Regions from separate parts of the Sus scrofa genome. Here region 2 is linked to region 1. Evidence: chromatin contacts called from public HiChIP or PLAC-seq data. All regions are on one chromosome and are shown on one strand. Each heading gives the region's core, a stretch centred on a gene start, on an enhancer-like site or on the middle of the called end of the contact. The rest is flanking DNA. Distances are from core to core; before and after follow the strand shown. Region 1 overlaps MTMR2 (myotubularin-related protein 2). Region 2 holds the start of CCDC82 (coiled-coil domain-containing protein 82).

What was found. HiChIP or PLAC-seq counts read pairs in DNA pulled down with a chosen protein or histone mark.
Region 2: a contact with region 1 is called in an H3K27ac HiChIP or PLAC-seq map of alveolar macrophages. The contact joins the promoter of CCDC82 here to the enhancer-like site in region 1. A contact is called at or near these places in 3 of 5 promoter capture datasets (fetal liver, fetal skeletal muscle and liver), 29 of 47 Hi-C or Micro-C datasets (alveolar macrophages, blood, brain and 15 more) and 2 of 2 datasets of contacts at active chromatin or transcription factors (alveolar macrophages and skeletal muscle).

The regions. Positions count from the first base shown.
Region 1 is chr9:27,883,412-27,886,883 of Sscrofa11.1, reverse strand. It overlaps MTMR2 (myotubularin-related protein 2), which reads left to right. Exons shown (of 16, transcript XM_003357252.4): 10 at 720-908. Among named protein-coding and RNA genes, the nearest start is that of FAM76B, 72 kb to the right of the region's middle. Within about 2 kb of position 1,298, at least 6 of the 83 cell types and tissues checked have an H3K27ac peak or open chromatin away from gene starts, as enhancers often do. A contact at or near this core is called in alveolar macrophages, where this site is marked.
Region 2 is chr9:28,405,677-28,408,712 of Sscrofa11.1, reverse strand. CCDC82 (coiled-coil domain-containing protein 82) reads left to right here and starts at 1,363. Exons shown (of 9, transcript XM_021062697.1): 1 at 1,363-1,447.

The DNA.
Region 1 (3,472 bases), core at 49-2,548:
TAAAATTGATGTTAATCAAATGTATGATGAATTGAAAGATGAATTTATGATCTTTTTAGATCAGCTCAAATAATTTTAGGTACAAAAATTCACAGACTCTGAAGATTTTATAGTTGGGCAGTTTTGCAGATCTAGTACTAAGACCTTAAAAGTGAAGTTTACATTGTCTCCTTTAATGTATTTTTTTCTAGAGACAGCAGTGCCAATAGTTAATGACTTTCATAAATCAGTATCTAATTAAAGAATTAGACTAAGTTTTCCACATGCCGGAGTTGGTTTGAAAGAAAGGTGATCTTTTTTTTTTTTTTTTTTTTTTTTTTTTTTTTTTTTTGTCTTTTGTCTGTTTTTTAGGGCTGCACCCACGGCATATGGAAGTTCCCAGGCTAGGGGTCTAATTGGAGCTGTAGCTGCTGGCCTACACCACAGCAGTGCAGGATCCAAGCCATGTCTGCGACCAGTACCACAGGTCATGGCAACACCAGATCCATAACCCACTGAGTGAGGCCAGGGATCAAACTTGAAGCCTCATGGTTCCTAGTCAGATTCGTTTCCGCTGCGCCATGATGGGAACTCCAGGTGATGATTTTTCATAGCAGCCTTTTATATCCTAGGCTTTGGATCTAGTTAGAAAGCAGAGTTTTATAGAGTAATGTTTTAAAGAAGAATTATTAACAGAGAAACATGTTAAATGTGTTGCCATTTTCCCCCCTCTTTTTAAGGTTTTATCATGGATTCATCCTGAAAGTCAAGCCACAATCACTAGGTGTAGCCAGCCCATGGTAGGAGTGAGTGGGAAGCGAAGCAAGGAAGATGAAAAATACCTTCAAGCCATTATGGACTCCAATGCCCAATCTCATAAAATCTTTATATTTGATGCCCGGCCAAGTGTTAATGCTGTTGCCAATAAGGTGAGATCATCTTTTAACTAGTTAAGATTATAGTTACAGTTTCATGAATCAACTTGAATTTGGTAGGAGCCACATTATAGCATAAAGAGTTCAGGCTTTTCAGAAATAAAGATGTAGATTCTCATCCTGGCTCTCCTGTTTGATAGTATGATTGAGTCAGTTAATCTTTTTAGACTTTAATTTTCGTATTTAATGAGCATCAAAACAACTAACAAGAATTGTTTTAGGGGAAAAGTAAGTTGATAAAAAATAGTGCATAGCTCTGCTTACGTATGTAGAAATAGGTGTTCAGCACCTATGAGTTTCTCTCTGCCTTCTCCAAACTGGGCAGTGAGCTTATGGCTGACTGAAGTCTGCACGGCACTGTTGTAGAAATCATGAGGTGTTCTTGGTGACCAGTGCTGCCCTCTTCTGGCAGCCCTCCACCTGTACAAGCTATTCAGACTGAAGACTTGCAGTTGAGCAGTGGTCCTGATTGCTGCTATAGAGTAAATATTGGCATTATGGAAATAGAAATTCTGATTCAGTTGACAGTCTGTAATTCTGATCAGTTTAAACTCCTGATCTACCATTGGAGAAGGAAAGAGAAGAGATACAATTTAGCTTTACAAAATTATCTTGCATGAAGTGCCCGCTATGATGCAGAGGGTTAAGGATCTAGCACTGTATCCAGGGCAGCGTGCGTTCAATCCCTGGCCCTGCACAGTGGGTAAAGAATTTGGCATAGGTTGTAGCTGTGGCTTGGGTTTGATCCCTGGGCCAGGAACTTCCATAGGCTGTGGGTATGGCCAAAAAAAAAAAAAAAAAAAAAAGTTATTTTACAGATAAGCAAAAAAAAAAAAAAAAAACCAAAACAACAAAAACAAAAAAACACAAAAAACCCAAATCATACAACATCCTACATCTTAGAGAAATACCGTCAACCCTTGGTTATACTTGCAGACCTATGTGCATACCTATGCACACATATGTTTGAAACAGAAGAATGATTACAACTTCTTTTTTTAAATTGACACTGTTTTTTTTAATGCCAGTATATACTCATCTCTAACATTTTAATGGTATGATAACTAGTAACACCAGTTGTTTCTGGACCTTTAGGTTATTTGTGTTTTTGTTTTTTGTTTTGCTGTTATAAACAATGCTGGGATGATCATCCTTTAATTAAATTATGGAGCATGAATCTAATTATTTCTGTCCTTGTTTAGTGCTTTTGAGAACATTGTGAATTCCAGGCATTCTCTGTCAAACTGTATATTTCCCCTTAAAGGAAAAATGAGCCAATGTGTATATGAAGCCGGTACCCTAGAGACTAGCATATATTTTTCTAGTAATTTCTTGTTCTCTTCCCTAAACTTATACCATGAATTAGGAGGTATGAAACTTAGAATGTTCTCGAGGATGAAAGGAGGAGGAAAGAGTATAAAGCAGAAAAAGCAGTAAGGCAAGATGTTATATTCCTCATTTTTTTTTTTTTTTAATTGTCTTTTTGCCTTTTCTAGGACTGCTCCCGCCGCATATGGAGGTTCCCAGGCCTAGGGGTCTAATCGGAGCTGTAGCCACCGGCCTACGCCAGAGCCATAGCAACGTGGGATCTGAGCCGCGTCTGCGACCCAAACCGCAGCTCACAGCAACGCCGGATCCTTAACCCACTGAGCAAGGGCAGGGATCGAACCCGCAACCTCATGGTTCCTAGTCGGATTGGTTAACCACTGTGCCACGATGAGAACTCCGAAATATCTCTTTTTTAAAAAGACTTATGTTCACTTCTTTCAATTATTGGAACATTTTTCTGATTATAAAGCATGTCATAGACAACATAAAATCTAGGAAGGCATAAAAAAAGTAAAGAATAAGTAAGTAAAGAATAAATTATATCACTAAACTTCGATATATTTTTCTCACTGTTTTTTTTTTTCTGTGCATTTATGTATTGATTATTTTGTTATCATTGTTTTTCCTCTTAATGTTATAAGAATTACTTCTTTTCATCAAATATTCTGGAAAATACTTTAATAGTACTCATTATAAAGGTGTATCATTCTTCTTCTAATGATTTTTCTAATATTGGATCTTTAGTATTTTGAACATAGCTAAAATAAATATCTTCTGTTGGCATCTTTGATTATTTTCTTAAAATAGTTTCCTAGCTATTACAATTAGTATATCATAATTTAAAACATGCATTTTTTAAAGTTTTGTTACATATTCCCAGTGTTCTTCAGAAGTTTAATTCAGTTTACCAGCTTATCGTTTTATTGAGATATGATTGACATAGAATAGTGCATAAATTTAAGGTTTAGTATAACATAGTGATTCGATATATGTATATACTGTAAAATGAACACCACAGTAAGTTTTGTTAATGTCTGTCACCTCACAGAATTATAATTTTTTTCCCTTGCGATGAGAACTTGTAAAGTCTACTGTCTTAGCAGCTTTCAAATCTACAATCTAGCAGTGTTACCTGCAGTCTTCGTGTTGTGCATTACCTCACAACTTACCTTTTAATGGGAAGTTTGCACTTTTTGACCACCTTCCTCCAATTCCCCCTCCTACCTCTC
Region 2 (3,036 bases), core at 114-2,613, 520 kb before region 1:
TTGGCACAACACATGACAGTGACTCTTTCTTCAACTGACTTGTGCCCAGGGACTGTGCATTTACCTTTGATTACTGAAGTTCTGGAAGGCAGGCATTTCCAAAACAATCCAGTTTCATCTGCATTGTAGATTTGTTCTGGTTGCAAATTCTCTTGTTCAATAAAGTCTCGAAAGTTGTTACAAAAATCTTCCACAGCAGTCTCATCTCCGCTTAATCTTTCATTTCTAATATTAATCTCTCTAATGCTGTGTCGCTGCTTAAAACGCGTTAACCAACCGGCAGAAGGGTTAAAATCACCATCCATTCCCAAAGCATAAAAGAAGAACTCTGCCCTTTTTGCACAAATTGGCCCAGACACAGGATTCCCTTTTGCTCTTTGCTGGTTGAACCATTCTAGCATTGCTCTGTCCAGTTCCTCATACATGGATGGCTTCATAGATTTCCTCTTGGCCAGAAGACTTGTGGAATCAGAACTGCTTGCATAAGTTATAATCTTTTCTTTATTTTTTCTTATATCCCGTACTGTTGTCTCACCAATTCCATAAATCACTGCCAACTGCTTGGAAGAACCACCATCTTCAAGTTTCTTTATTATATCAAGCTTATCTTTAATAGTCAACACCACACGCTTCCTCTTCCCTGACATGGTGAAGCTCTGGCACTCAGGTACTCGGCCCACACTTACACGGAAGCAATCCACAAAATCCTGCCTTTTCTCACAGACTCACTTTAAAACAGTCTTACACACTAGTTCTTTCAACCTCACCAGGAACCTGGTGGCCCAGACCTCGTCCCCTCTGGGCTTGGCTGGTAAACAGACGGCAGAGGACGATCAGAGGGGAGAAGTTTGAGGGAACAGGCCTTTAACTTTAAATGGGCAGTAGAAGAGGCCCCAAGTCACCGCGGATAATACGGATTACAAACATTTGTTTTATTCCCACAGTGGCCGCAAGAAAGACTATAGCCCCACAAGCCTCCTTCAGGCCCGGTACCAGGTCAACGACCGTCACTAACCCCTGCCACACCCCAAAGTTACGGTGGAGAGCGGAAGAGCCAGGGAGTCGGGACTGGCCCCCTTCCCCAGGGGGACGGCTACGTTTGATTCCTCCCCCAGCCGCCAGCCCCTTCCACTGCAAGCCCCACCTCCCCGCGCTGGGTTTACTGGGCCTGCATAGTCCCCCCGGTCCCACACAGCCCGCCAAGCCCCTCTCCCCACCTCAGTAGGAACCAGGACCCTGCACCGCTCCCTGCCTAACGCGCGGCGACCGCTCCTCCCCCAGCACACGCTCCCGGAAGACGCCCCCTCCCGCCTCCAGGCCCCGCCTCTAGCCCCTCCCAGAGGCGGGACTTCCCCCCGGTCCCCGGAAGGAGGAGGGGCGTCGCTAGTCGGAACAGGACACCTGGGCGGAGGCAGGGGCGGAGGCAGAGGCGGAGGAGGATTGAAAGGTGAGGGCGCGGGGACGACGCGGGGCCAGCTCGGGGCGGGGACTAGCTCTCGCTTGGGCTGCTAATGGTTTATTATAGGGGCAGGGGAAGCCACGCCTCCCCGCGGGCAGGGAGAGAAAATTCCCGCCGGCTCTCTCAGGATGGGCGGGGCGGCTCCTCTGCGCGCTTCGCTACATTCGCGTGCCGCCCGGGCTGAGCTTCAGTGGGTGGGGTGCCAGTTCCTGGCGCGAAGGGGAAGTGGGCAGGACTGATACGCGGAGCCCGGGTGGTGATTTCGCGGGTTTCTGGCCTTTCCAGATTCTTGTTTGTTTTCTGCGGGGGGCCTCACTCCTCTAAGATCTAGGGGTTTGTGACGTCCCGCGAACGTCATCGCGAAGCTCTCTCTGAGGGTCCCGTTTCCTAGCTACAGTGCCCCTTCCTCGTGAGCGCGAGGGGCGGACTGGCCGGAGTGCTGCGCCAGGTGTCTGTGTCCCGTCGAGGAACCAGGTTTGTAATCGTGAAAAAGACTCTGGTGTTAAACTCCCAGGAGGATCTTTTCCTTCCCCGGCCACTCATCCCTGCTGAATTTAGCGAACCATCCTCAGTATTACAGATTTTGAATATTTCTCTGTGCGAAATTGTGGAGTAGTAAACCTTGGTTCTAAATAGAGGTAATTGGCTTTCCTCTCTTTATATGTTTCTTCATATTTTCCTATTTCTGTCTTGTGCTACCCTGGTTTCCAGCCAGTGGAAGAACTATGATACATTATTCACGGCAATGTGATAACATTAAAAAAATCATATTATGTAGCCTTAAAATCATGTGTTGTGCTGGCTTGTTTTCTTGTCCCTAGTAGTTTCATCAGATTGTGAGCTCCTTGAGAGTAGAGACCGTGTTGTTGATGTTTTTTCTAGTAACGCCACAGCTCCAAGCGTGCGCTGGCACGTAGTATCCATTCAGTGACTATTTCCTTGGTTTGTTAAGGTTTCTTCTCCAAACTGGCATATAAAAGGAAACACTAAGGAGGGGAAATGTTTTACAAATAGAATGCATCCCTTCTAGTGGAATTTCAAGAAATGGCTGAGGGTTCCACTGCCCTTAATTTTTTAAGTGTAAACCACCACCTACATTGTTTATAGAGCAAGTCCAAGAATTAATCTTTTCTTGGGGATGAATTAACCTCCAAGTATAGAATAACGGATAGTTCTTCTGATATTTCTTCTAGAATAAAGTGTATTAAGGTGGCACCAAAGTACCCTTTTTAGTTGTAGAGTTACTGTGTTAGAGAAAGAACACAAGCCCTATGGATTATCACCTTTACATCCTTCGGCAGACAAAGTTTACGTGATTTTAACCCCCCGAAGCACAAAGGTGTGATAGTATTGATCTTCATTCACTTATTTAATGCTTTCTGTTTGGAGTGTCTGTTTTTCTCTTTGCCTAAAGGTAAGTTATCATTAAAGAAGCTTGATTAAACTCTCATTTCAATATATTGAGTGTATACTCAGCATATAAAAAATTGCATCCATTTGCATGGATAATTTTCTGAGTGAATTCTAATGATCAAAAGGTGTCTTACCCATCAACCTAGCTTTGCCTTCTCATTTCC